Linked DNA regions of Mus musculus: region 2 is linked to region 1. A link is a contact called in public ChIA-PET data. All regions are on one chromosome and are shown on one strand. The core of a region is the stretch at or near the end of the contact, and the rest is flanking DNA. Distances in the headings are between cores, read along the strand shown. Region 1 holds the start of Mrtfb (myocardin related transcription factor B). Region 2 overlaps Mrtfb (myocardin related transcription factor B).

Region 1 (6,230 bases), core at 13-2,512:
GCAGGCTTCGGAAGTGTGATGGTTCGTATATGCTCTGCCCAGGGAGTGGCACTATTAGAAGATGTGGCCTTGTTGGAGTAGGTGTGTCACTGTGGGCATGGGCTTTAAGGCTCTCACCCTAGCTGCCTGGAAGCCATTCTTCTCCTAGCAGCCTTCAGATGAAGCTGTAGAACTCTCAACTCTTTCTGTACCATATCTGCCTGGTTGCTGCCATGTTCCTGCCTTAATGATAACGGACTTAACCTCTGAACCCGTAAGCCAGCCCCAATTAAATGTCCTTATAAGAGTTGCCTTGGTCATGGCAATTTTCTGTTTACAGCAGTAAAACTCTAAGGCACGAGGTTATGGGTACCCACTTTAGTGCATCTCACTATGCCAGCCTCTCTTCCTTAGAAGCAATTACTCTTAAGTTTTCTTTTGGGAAGAAGTCACACCGTAATGCAGTGGTTCTCAGCCTTCCTAATGCTGGGACCCTTTAATACAGTTCCTCATGTTGTGGTGATCCCCCAACCATAAAGTTATTTTGCTGTTATGAATCAATGTAAATGATACACAGAATCTGATATGCGACCCCCTGTGGCCCCGAACAGCTGACCTAACTCCACGAATGCCCTGGCTCTATGTCCATGAACCATTCTATCCTGGGTTCTCCCACTGTTTTCGAACATATTTTGCTTTTAGGGCTCTACAGAGTTGGAGAAAGTGTGAAAAGCGTTCTCTTGTCTAGTTGCATTAAGATGGGTTGCAACAGACCCCCTATTGGGGTCACTTCTTCCACTCGGAAGAACTACAGAGGGGTGGAGAGTGAGGCAGGGCTCAAGAGGAGGGGTTCCTACAGGTGCGGGTGTGGCATCAGAAACGCACCGACTCCACAGGCCGGTCTGCTCGTCCGCTGCAACCTCCTTCTGGAATGGGGAGGCGGCAAGAATGCACTTAGTGAGGCAGCATGAGCTGTTTGCTTGCTAGGGTAGCCGGCACTGACTGACCATCTATCTGACTGGGAGCAGCCAGAGCTTAGGCAGCAACCAAAGAGCTCCCAGCTCCGCAGCCCAGCTGCGCATGCGCCCCGGGGCAGCCAGGTGAGAGCGCGGCGGGAGCGGGCGGCCTCGCACCTGGGTTTTAACTTTTCCGGGTCAGGGGCGAGGGCGGATGCCGGGTGGGAGAAGGGAAGCAGGGTGTAAACCTCCGGGAGTCGGCTCGGCGCTACCTGGAGCTTCCAGGACGGGCTCCGTGCCTTCAGACGGGAGGAGGGTAAGCACGGGGGCGGAGCGAAGTCTCGCGAGATCCGGTGGTAGCTGCGGCAGCGGTGGCGGCGGCGGCGGCAGCGGCCGGGGAGGTGAGCGGCGAGCGGGTGCGAGGCGGCCGTTGGGACTGAGGCAGGGGAGAGCTGCGGAGGGCGAGGCCGGGCCCCGGGAGAGGGACGGACGGAAGGCCCGCGTCCTCGGTGGCCCCTCGAGGTTGCTGCGGCGCCTCCGGGTGCGCGCTGTCCCGGGACTCGCGCGGGGCGGGGCGGGGCGGGGCGGCCGCGGTCTCGGGGCTACCGGGTCCGGGCTTCCCTCGTCGGGGGTCCCCTGTGTGCGGCCGCGGCCCGATCTTCCCGGGCAGCCTGGAGTTGGTACCAGGCGCTTCGCTTGCGCGCTCCCACGCTGGAACTGCAGTGAGGTGCAGCAGCGCCTTGGCCGGAGCCACTCGACGGGGACGTGGTGGGATGGGGACGGCCCACGCCCCGGACTCACCTTCCATCCTCCTCCCCAGCCCTGCTCGCGGCTCTTCCCCTGGGGTCCCCGCGGGGCTGCAGAGGGTGTGTCTGCAAGCCCTCCCGAAATTGCACGCACGCAGCGTTCCGGGTTTCCAGGGAGAAAGTTTTCCACCGCTTTTGTTCTGTCCCTGAAACTTTGCCTAGTTCTCAGTGTTCAGAAGCTACCCTTTGGCCCTGTGTATGAGCAGACGCGGTGTGACAGTGACGAGGGGTGCGGCGGGTGTAGGGTCTCAGGCCACGAGGATAGCTCAAGGTTTGCCTCAGGCAAAGAAACTTTGAAAAGTTTGATTCTTTTCTGAAGCTTGAGATCGCACTCTTAGGATGAGCGGTTGTGAAGTTCCTAACTTTTGGTTCTGTGGCAAATGTTTGCCACCCTGACACGAAGTTCATACTATATCTTCCTATACGTGATCCAAGGTCAGTAGAGTGCTCTCCTTTAGATGTGAAGAAGAAATACGTGCTATGGCGTTAGTGCAGCCCAGACACCCAGCTAGGTAGGACGTAATATCACGGACCCTGCGGCTAGTGAGTATGTTTGGAGACACACACTCACGTATGTACGCATGCACTTGTGGGACAGTGAGTCTCAAAGTCAGGAACAAAGATTGGGACCTGAGATAAAACCGTGTTACTTGGGGTAATTGATGCTAATGAGAAAAACAATGTAGGCTGACTGACAGCGTGCAAGATAAATCACAGCCTGTCTCTGGTTAGGCTCAGATAATACAGCCCTCCAGGGATGCTGTATTCCAGGCTACATTGTAACCAATACAAAGCCCGAGTTCTCTACATTTAATGGAGTACACAAAATCCCTCATGCTTATTGTTAGTAATAAGGAAATAGAAGATTGAAATTGTTGCACTTGGCAGTATGCTCCATGTGTGTCTAGTAGATGCAGGTGTAATGTGCTGTGGAAGTTCACACAGTTCCCTTTCCTTCACCTTGTTGGACTACATAATTGGGGCAGGGTGGTGGGTGTTTTCGAGAATGACTTGCCACATGGTTCAATATTGAATCCTAAAGTATGTTAATCTATAGTGGGCCAGGGTAGCCTTCATTATCACCTCCACCACTCATGTGTTAGATGGCTCTCGGTCCAGGGCTGGAAACACTGCAGATGCTTTCCGCTGCCGTCTAGGAGTCTCTTCAGTAACTAACAATGTGCTATGGGGACAGTTCTGCCCTCTTGAGAACCACTATATAAAGCACACGCTCCACTATCTAGCTAATTATAACAGCAGAATCTAATACACACTTTTCACTGGGAAGTAAAAATAAAATTCTCTCTGTGAGTCTGATACATAAAAAGACAGCCTCTGGCTAGGGACTCTTTCATGGATCATCATCTCTGGCTCTCAGGAGCCAGGTTAGTACCTGTTCATCTGCAGTTGTTTCTCTTTTGGGGGAATCCTTGTTGGAAATGTTGGTCACACTTGAACTGCTGACTGGCATGAGGTGAGAGTGGAGTTGGAAGCCAGGATGGTGATGGGCTGTTGGGAGTGTCCTTGAGTACCAGTGTAGCCCCGGAGCCTTTTCTACTTAGGGATAGTAGTGCATTTGGAGAATACAGATGTGCTCAAAAGTGAAAACTAAAATTACCTATCTAAGCAGTTCTAGGGGTTGGCTCACAAACAAGCTTGTCTTCATTGGAAACTTCTCCATGGAAGGGGAAAAAAAATCAAGAAAAGTTCAGCTCAGTCCATTTGTAGCTACAGCAGTAAATTCCAAATTGTTTAAATCTGAAAAAGTTTATTTTTGCCTTTTTTTCTTTAAATATAAGTTGCTTCTTGCTATAGAACATTTATTCTGTATTGCTTATTACTTTAGAAAGGCACTATGGAAATTAACATCTAAGTAAAGACTTATGAAAATAGGATGCCACATTTAAAGTTGTCTAGACATAGATACAATGAACCCTTGTAAAGTTGAACAATTCATCTAAGTGAAAGTAATTCATTTTTATTGCATTAGGCAAACACTATCCAGTTCCAGGGTAAAAAAAAGGCCAATTGTTTTGGTTGTTTTTATTAATCATTATTCTAGTTAGGATTTTCTGCCATGGTAAACACATGACCAAAAGAAACTTGGGAAGAAGAGGTCTGTTTTTGCTTACACTTCCCTATCAGTCCATCATTTTAGAAAGTCAGCGTAGGTACTCAGGGCAGGAACCTGGAAGAAGAGCTGGTGGAGAGGCCTTGAAGGAAGGAACACTACTAGCTTGTTCATCCTGCTTTCTTTCAGAGCCCAGGACCACCTGCCTAGGGGTGGCACCGCCTACAGTGGGCTGGGCCTCCCACAGCAGTCAGCAGTCAAGAAAATGCAGCCCAGGCTTGTTCACAAGCTAAACTCAGTTGAGGCTTTCTCTTCTCAGATTACTTTAGCTTGTGTCAAGTTGACATAGGACCAGCCAGCACAACCTACCTGTTCTTAAATGAATTAAGTATGAATTATGAATTAAGAGTGTGTCTTGACGATGCCATCTAAGGGAAATAGGACTATACAAACATTGGTTGATTTCTAACAATAAAAACTGAATCCAAAGAATGACTTGCAAAATGAAGCTACTCACCTTTCTAGATCCTTCCATCTTAACTTGATATTTTTATTCTGAAGATTTAAAAATCACAGTCACTCTCAGAGCCATGATTTTTTTTAATGTTGAGAGGAGAGCCTCACGTGCGGTAGTGGCCTGTGCACGAATTAGGTGAATGTGAGTTATTCTAATTGGCCGCTTTAGTTGCTTTTCCATTCTGCAAAGCTCATCCTTTTCTTTATAACTTTTTTGGAATGGGTCATCCTTAGGTTAATTTTAGTAATTATCAGTTACTACTGCTTAGTAAGAAATGTGCTTGAAAACACTGACTGTAGGAAGCAGGCAATGTATATGGAGAGCTGTCTCCTGGTGTCTGCGCTATCTGACAACAGCGTGGGCCCACAGGAAATCCAACTGCACAACAACTGCTTGAGTACTTTGTCCCCAGGTAGACTTGTTTTCTTTGCTGTTCATGTTTGGTGATTCCCCCAGCTAGCAGCTCTTCATAAGGCCCCGGGGCTTATTATTGCAGACAAGTGTGAGCTGAGCCTGGGAGAAGTGCCAGCTGAGGGGCTGTGGAGATGGCTCCACAGTTAAAGTGCTTATGCCACAAGCCTTAGCACTGGAGGGAGCCCAGGTAAATGCTGGGTGGGTGTGGTGGCCCACCTGTAATTTCAGCCTTGGAAGTCAGAGATGGCACATCCAGAGCAAGCTAGCTAGTGAGACCAACCATGTCAGTGAGCTCTGGGTTTGATCGAGATGACCTGCCTCGATGAATAAGGTGAAAGAACAATCCTGGCTGATTCCTGACATCTACCTGAGGCCTCCGTATGCATCTGCACAGACATACACAGAGACATGCATGCACACACGATGCACATCACGTACACATGAAAATGCAGAGACAGCAGCAGAGTAGAGCATGTGTCTCCAGGACTACTGGCCACCACTGGAGTCTGGGCAGGCAAGGGGATAATTTGCATGCTACCCAGTCATAGCTGTGGCTGCTGCTTCAGAGACTTTTAGCATCATCACATGCTTTGCTTGACTGAGGGGGAGATACTCTTTGTCATGGTCATACTAAAATTGCCATTCAGTATAGAATTTAAGGGAAATATTTCCTCTTAATCATTAAATTTGGACTCTGGCTTATAGGCAGACTCTTTGTGGGAGTACTGTTTCAACATTTAAGAATTCTGTTTATATGGACAAAGTGTTCACATGACTCAAACACTTAAATAATGTGGGCATGTTCAGAAAGCCAAGTTTCCAGTTCTCTTGGGTACTCCCCCCCATAGCCTTTATCTGTTTGCTATAAATATGTTCATCATTTCTCTTTGTAGATAGAAGCAAATGTCAGTAGCTTGTAATCTTTCTGTCTGTATAAAGCGCAGTATACTTCAGCCTACCTTCACTGACTTTCCATTAGTTACTCGATTTACATGCTCTTTTGCAGAAAAAAAAACACTTTTTAAAGATTGTATTCATTTCTATTTTATATGTATGAGTGTTTGGTTGCATGTAAGACTGTGTACCACATGTGTACAGTGACCTCAAAGGGCAGAAGAGGGTATTAGAGACTCTGAGACTGGAGTTACAGTTGGTTGTGTGCTACTATGTGAATATAGAGAATCAAAACTAGTCCTCTGCAGGAGCAGCCAGTGCTCTTAACCTCTGAGCCAATGGTGTCTCCAACCCCAGAAAACATTTTTAAACAGTTCTAGGCATCCTCTCTGTCCTGGGTTTGCTTAGCCAGCCCCATGAAAACTTGAATGTTTATGGTTTTTATATACAGACAAGCATGTTTCTGATGTACTCTCACAAGAGGGACTAACAGGTAAGAGAGTTTGGTGTTTTAATTGTCATAAATATTTTCTTCCTCCACAAGTTATACCACTTAGAACTTACAGGAGTATGGTTGTTCCCCAGTTTCAGTA
Region 2 (6,007 bases), core at 1,387-3,886, 50 kb after region 1:
TCATGTTGTCTGTGAATTGTATCCTGGTTATTTGAAGCTTTTGGGCGAGTATCCACTTCTCAGTGAGTGCTACCATGTGTATTCTTTTGTGATTGGGTTGCCTCACTCAGGATGATATCTTCTAGTTCCATCCATTTGCCTAAGAATTTCATAAATTCATCGTTTTTAATAACTGAGTAGTACTCCATTGTGTAGATTTACCACATTTTCTGTATCCATTCCTCTGTTGAGGGACATCTGGGTTCTTTCCAGCTTCTGGCTACTATAAAAAAAGGCTGCTATGAACATAGTGGAGCATGTCATTATTACTTGTTGGAGCATCTTCTGGGTATATGCCCAGGAGTGGTTTTACCTCAGTAGCAGCATGCTTGCTCTGCAGGAGTCCTGTGCCTCCATTCTCATCTCTCTTGGAATAGTGGGGTAGGCTCCCCAGGCTGCCTCATTGTCTGGTCAGCACCAGTGTACCTGCCTCCAGGACTTGCGTGGACCACTCTTTCTTAATGTTTGCAGTTTGCTCCTCTCCACATTCATATATCTCTTCAAGGGCTCCTTTGGGCACAGGGGAGCCCATCAATTACTAAGCACTCTTAGCCCCCATGGAGGGCTGCTCACGAGATCACTGTTTGACTGCATACCCTTTATTGGATTGCTGATTGATCTAGCAAAGGAGGGCAGAGATTTCTGTCATTATATTTTTTTTAGTTAATTTATTTTTTGCACTCCATATTCCATTTCCCGTCCCCCCATCTACCCTCCAACTGCTCTACACCCCACACCTCCTCTCCACCCCACCTCCATCTCCACGTGGATGCCCCCACTCCCTGCCCCACCTGACCTCTAAATTCCCTGGGGCCTCCAGTGTCTTGAGGTTAGGTGCATCATCTCTGAATGAACACAGACCCAGAAGTACCCTACTGTATGTGTGTTGGGGGCCTCATATCAGCTGGTGTATGCTGTCTGTTTGGTGGTCCAGTGTTTGAGAGATCTCAGGGACCCAGATTAATTGAGACTGCTGGTGGTCCTACAGGTTCGCTCTCCTCCTCAGCTTCTTTCCACCTTCCCTAATTCAACAACAAGGGGTCAGCTGCTTTTGTCCATTGGTTGGGTGCAAATATCTGTATCTGACTCTTTCAGCTGCTTGTTGGGTATTTCAGAGGGCAGTCATGATAGACCCCTTTTTGTGAGTACTCCATAGCCTCAGTAATAGTGTCAGGCCTTGGGACTTCCCTTTGAGCTGGATCCCACTTTGAACCTGTCGCTGGACCTTCTTTTTCTCAGGCTCCTCTCCATTTCCATCTCTGTAATTCTTTCAGACAGAAACAATTATGGGTCAGAGAGGTGACTGTGGGATGGCAACCCCCTCCCTCACTTGATGCCCTGTCTTCCTGCTGGAGGTGGGCTCTGTAAGTTCCCTCTCCCCACTGTAGGGCATTTCATCTAAGGTACCTCCCTTTGATTCCTGAGAGTCTCTTATCTCCCAGGTCTCTGGTGCATTCTGGAGGCCCCCCCCCCCCCCCCAACCTCCTACTTCATGAGGTTGCCTGTTTCCATTCTTTCTGCTGGCCCTTAGGGCTTCAGTTCTTTCCCCTCACCCAATACCAGATCAGGTTACCCACCACCCCAACCTCCCCCAACACCCCCTCCTCTTTCCCTCCCAGGTACTCCTCAATTGTGATGGCTTTCTTCTCTCTCCCAAGTGGGACTGAGGTGTCCTCACTTGGGCACTTCAGCTTGTTGACCTTTTTGAGTTCTGTGGACTGTATCTTGGGTATTCTGTACTTTTTTTTTTTTGGCTAATATCCACTTATTAGTGAGTACATAACATGCATGTCCTTTTGGGTCTGAGCTACCTCACTCAGGATGATAGTTTCTAGTTCTGTCCATTTGCCTACAAAACTCAGGATGTCCTCATTCTTAATAGCTGAGTAGTATGCTATTGTGTAATTGAACCACATTTTCTGTATCCATTCTTCTGTTGTGGGACATATTTTTAATGGTACATTTTCCCTGCACCTATTATAGAACTTGGCAGATTGCAGATGCTCATAAATGTTAGTGGAGTGCTGAGTGCACATAACCAGAGAAAGGAAGAAAGGAATGGGTGGGCTAGCAAACAGTTGGGAAGAAAAGATGTGCTAACTCTTGAACCCTCGAAGTTCAGGATGGAGCAGGCATGGGGTTGGGTTATTACTTTGGGTCTTTGGAACAGAGTACCAGCATTTGCTTTCAAACTGTCACAGTTCAAACTACAGAATACAAGTTATGCTGCTAGAGCTGTGGTTGGAAACTTGAACACTGCCAGATTTTCCCATTGACATCTGAATAGCTCAGATTATGTTTCTGGTAAATTTGTTGTCGAAAAGTGTCTTGCCAGCCTGTCTTGCTTTATAGCAGCAGCAGCAGCTGCACATTGCACCACTTCATTTGCTACACAGACTCTTGAGCTCCCTAGATGCTGCAGTGTTCCTCCTACCCTCTTGAAGTACAAATCAGGTATGCTTTGGGGCACAGAAGGACTCTCCCCACAGCAGAGTAAGATTTCAGCCTTTCATGTTCAAGTTCCTATCTGTATTGTGTTTTTAGGGGCAAAGCAGCTTCCAGAACCTCAGAAGTAGAAACCAGTTTCAAACAGGATTTCCTCTGGGTGGCTGCCCTCTTCTGCCAGCATTGGTGACCTTGGCTTCTGTGCCTCACCTCATCCTGCTTTCTACAGTTACTTTTCACTCTTCTGCTTTGCTTGGGTGTAGTTTCTTTCTCTTGTTCGTGTTCCCTTGAGCTAAGAAATGCTAGTTACATTTTTAGCTCCCAGCTTTACCTTCTCGGGAAGGTTTTTGTAAAGTTCCTTGAATGCTGGTTCCCTCTCCATGGACTGTCATCCCAGACTTCCTCACCACAGCTTACTCTAGGCTTCTGTCATCATAGACCCTACATCCCCACATCTGTATATTGTTAGTATCTGCAGCCCCCAAGGGGCCATCTTGATTGGGCCCCAGGATAAAAATAAATAGTTCCCCATCCCCCAGAAAGTTCTTCGTAGATAATTTTGAATAAAAGAGCGGTAAGAGAGGCCTGTGTCCTTCCTCTGAAGCCATGGCTATAGCCACTATCACTTGACCCAAGTGCAGAAAGCATCTTCCTGCTGACAACTGAGTCAGGTGAGTGGTGTGTAAACAGTGGTTTGGAGAGTGACTTCCCATCTCTTTCATGTTCCAGGCAGCAGCTGCATCCAGACTTAGCCCATTGGCAGGGGCTCTCTTTCTTCTGGGCAGCTAGCTACCCGAGAAGGAATTAGGAAGGAAATGAGGAAACTTCTATGCAAAGGGTTTTTATTGTTTTGCTTTCCACAAACCATCTGAATCCCACCTAGTCACTGGGATCCTATTGCCATGACTTTAAGGAACAAGTCCCTAAACTTAATCATGTGGCATGCATGTGTGCTGTGCAGGTTCACACTGTTCATGTCAACAGCAATGAGCACACAAATCATTCAGTCTCCTATTTATTCAATTTAATTAATTTATAAAACATTCATTCTTCTTGTGTAGCTCTATGGTCACTGTTACTGAACCCTGTACCCAATGCATGTCTTATTATGATTTTCCCTACATGCATATAAAGAATTGAACTTACCATTACTACCATCTTGACCCTCCTGTCCTGCTGTTATTCCTCCTATTCCAAATAGTTTCCCTGTCTACGTTTATGTCTTTTCTTAAGACTCTAGACTCTACATAAGAGAAAACATGTAGTATTTATATAAGTTGGTCTTATTTTGCTTAGTATGATTTTTACAGTTTTAAACATTTCAACAGTAATATTTATTCATTATTAATATTTATAATTAACATTAATTATTCTAATACTTATTAAATGATTAATAAAATACTATTTTATAAACTATTGTTGTTGTTGTTATTATTGAGACCATGTAGTCCAGGTTGGTGTTGAACTTTTTACCCTCCTTGATGCTGAGATTACACTATCTACTCACTACTGAGAACTGCGTTTACAAATGTGAGCTCTCTAACTGTCTTCAGTTCTAAGGAGACAGTATAGTCCCCTGTAAGTCTGGAACAGAACCTATAGCAGCACTAAACATTAACCAGGGTTCATACAGCCTTAAGACAGGCAGGCAGGCGGGCGGGCAGGCAGGCGGGCAGATTCTGATTCTGCTCTCACATGGTTCTGGTAAGTTTGGGCCATAGATGAATCGCAAAAAGTGTGAAGGCTTTGCAGTTTGGGACTAGCACATTCATTGCTTCACTGGTATTGGAGCCTGCTTCTTCAGGATTCCAGCACACACAGAAGACCTGCCTGCAGGGACTGAGCAACTACGAGATTCTTGGACTTTTTCTTCATAGCTAGCCATTGTTGGATTAGTTGGACTGAAGCCTGTAAGTTATTCTAATAAGTTCTTTAGATAGATAGGATGGATGGATGAATGGATGGATGGATGGATGGATAGATAGATTCATCCTATAAGTTCTGTGACTCTAAAGAACACTAAGAAAGTTAATAAAGTGTCATACTATGTTTTTGTTTTTTGTCTTTTTTTTCCCCCAAAAGTTTGTCCTGTTTTTCAATGTTAGTCTGCCCATCTGTACTCTGCTCCCTCTCTTATTCCCTATCTTATGTTGGAGCATAAGATAGGGAATAAGATAAGGAGCAAGTTTCCATGTAAACACACTAGTGACATGGGCCAACCTCACATTGCACATTTCCCTCAGATTACAATGCTACTTTGTCATTTGTTTGGGTTGCTCAGCATGTATGGCCTTCATTGGGTACAGTCCTGCTACCTTTCACACTTGCCATAGTCTTCATGTGTATACATGGCCTCATGCATACATTCCAGGAGGCCCTGCCGTGATCGGATTAGAGTTTAGTGGAGGAGTTGGTCACTTCGATATGGAAGCTGGTAGGCTTGATACTTCTGAGGGCTTTGAGGCCCACATTAGATCTCTCTCTGGCACCTAGTGGGCTACTGGTGTTGGTGGATATAGTAGTCAGGCCTGAGGCCCTAGACCTTTAGCTTCAGTCCCGGGGCTGAGAGTCCCTGCACTTTACCCCGCCCTGTCCCCATTCCCAGTGTGCCTGTGTCTGTCTGGAGATCTCTCAACTGACTCCTTGTCCTCAGTGAGAAAGCCTAAGGCTGACCATAGTGAGGATCACCAGGAGGCACCATCTCCATCTCCATATGAAGGTGGTCTCCTGCTCCTGCCACTCTCCTTCTCTTTCTTCTTTGTTTTTAAGCTTTTTAGCTTAAGTGTATTTTTTCCTCTTTACTTTGTACTGAGTTGAATAAAAAAGAATGCTATATTTAAATATCATTGTTCTTCTAAAGAAAAGCTTCAGTTTAAAATGTTTGTTTAAACTGCAGGGGTTTCTGTCAGCTGCCCTGCTCCTCCTGAGCAAGGGTAGTACAACCTCTTTAGGTTTCAGGGGCAGCAGTACATCACCATGTTCCAGATATAGCTGTCTATCTGGACTCTCAAGTTAGCGAGAACCAACGAGGAGAAAACTGGCTGCTATGAGGTTATTACAGGCTTAAGCAGCCTTTGCTGCTTTGTAGTGATTGGAAACGAAGAATTAAAAAGACACCAACTGAGGAGAAAAAACTCACTGTTTTTGTTTTGTTTTGTTTTGTTTGTTTGTTTGTTTTTCAAATTGAGAATGTCTTCATACACTTTACAGACTATAGATGCACTGCTAAGTCAGTGGAGGCCCAGAGATATGTGGAGGTGCAGTGCAGCCCTTGATGTCTGTGTGAGGCCATCAGCACTTGGAATGTGACTGTACAGCTGTGGAGCTCCTTTGTCTTCCATTTCACTGCAATTAACTTAGCGTTAAAGCAGCGTGTGGTAGTGCAGGCCGAGGCAGAAGGATCTATGTGAGTCCAAGGCTAGCCGGGTTTATATAGTTTATATAGTTCAGCCCTGTCACTCCCAAGTCTGCCTCAGGGCACAGCTTCTTCTGCCCCTTACTTCTCTTGCTGCACGTTCTCTAT

What was found. ChIA-PET counts read pairs in DNA pulled down with a chosen protein or histone mark.
Region 2: an RNA polymerase II ChIA-PET map of memory CD8 T cells shows a contact between it and region 1, with 51 read pairs. The contact joins the enhancer-like site here to the promoter of Mrtfb in region 1. A contact is called at or near these places in 4 of 39 promoter capture datasets (3T3-L1-derived adipocytes, hippocampal neurons, liver and 1 more), 6 of 484 Hi-C or Micro-C datasets (cortical neurons, liver, monocyte-dendritic cell progenitors and 1 more), 7 of 115 datasets of contacts at active chromatin or transcription factors (the SCID.adh cell line, bone marrow-derived macrophages, embryonic stem cells and 3 more) and 3 of 9 other capture datasets (adipose tissue, liver and pancreatic islet).

Annotation. Positions count from the first base shown.
Region 1 is chr16:13,255,219-13,261,448 of GRCm38.p6, forward strand. Mrtfb (myocardin related transcription factor B) reads left to right here and starts at 1,263. Exons shown (of 17, transcript NM_001122667.2): 1 at 1,263-1,336.
Region 2 is chr16:13,303,860-13,309,866 of GRCm38.p6, forward strand. All of the region lies in intron 2 of Mrtfb (myocardin related transcription factor B), which reads left to right. Among named protein-coding and RNA genes, the nearest start is that of Mrtfb, 50 kb to the left of the region's middle. Within about 2 kb of position 2,637, at least 16 of the 459 cell types and tissues checked have an H3K27ac peak or open chromatin away from gene starts, as enhancers often do. A contact at or near this core is called in memory CD8 T cells, where this site is marked.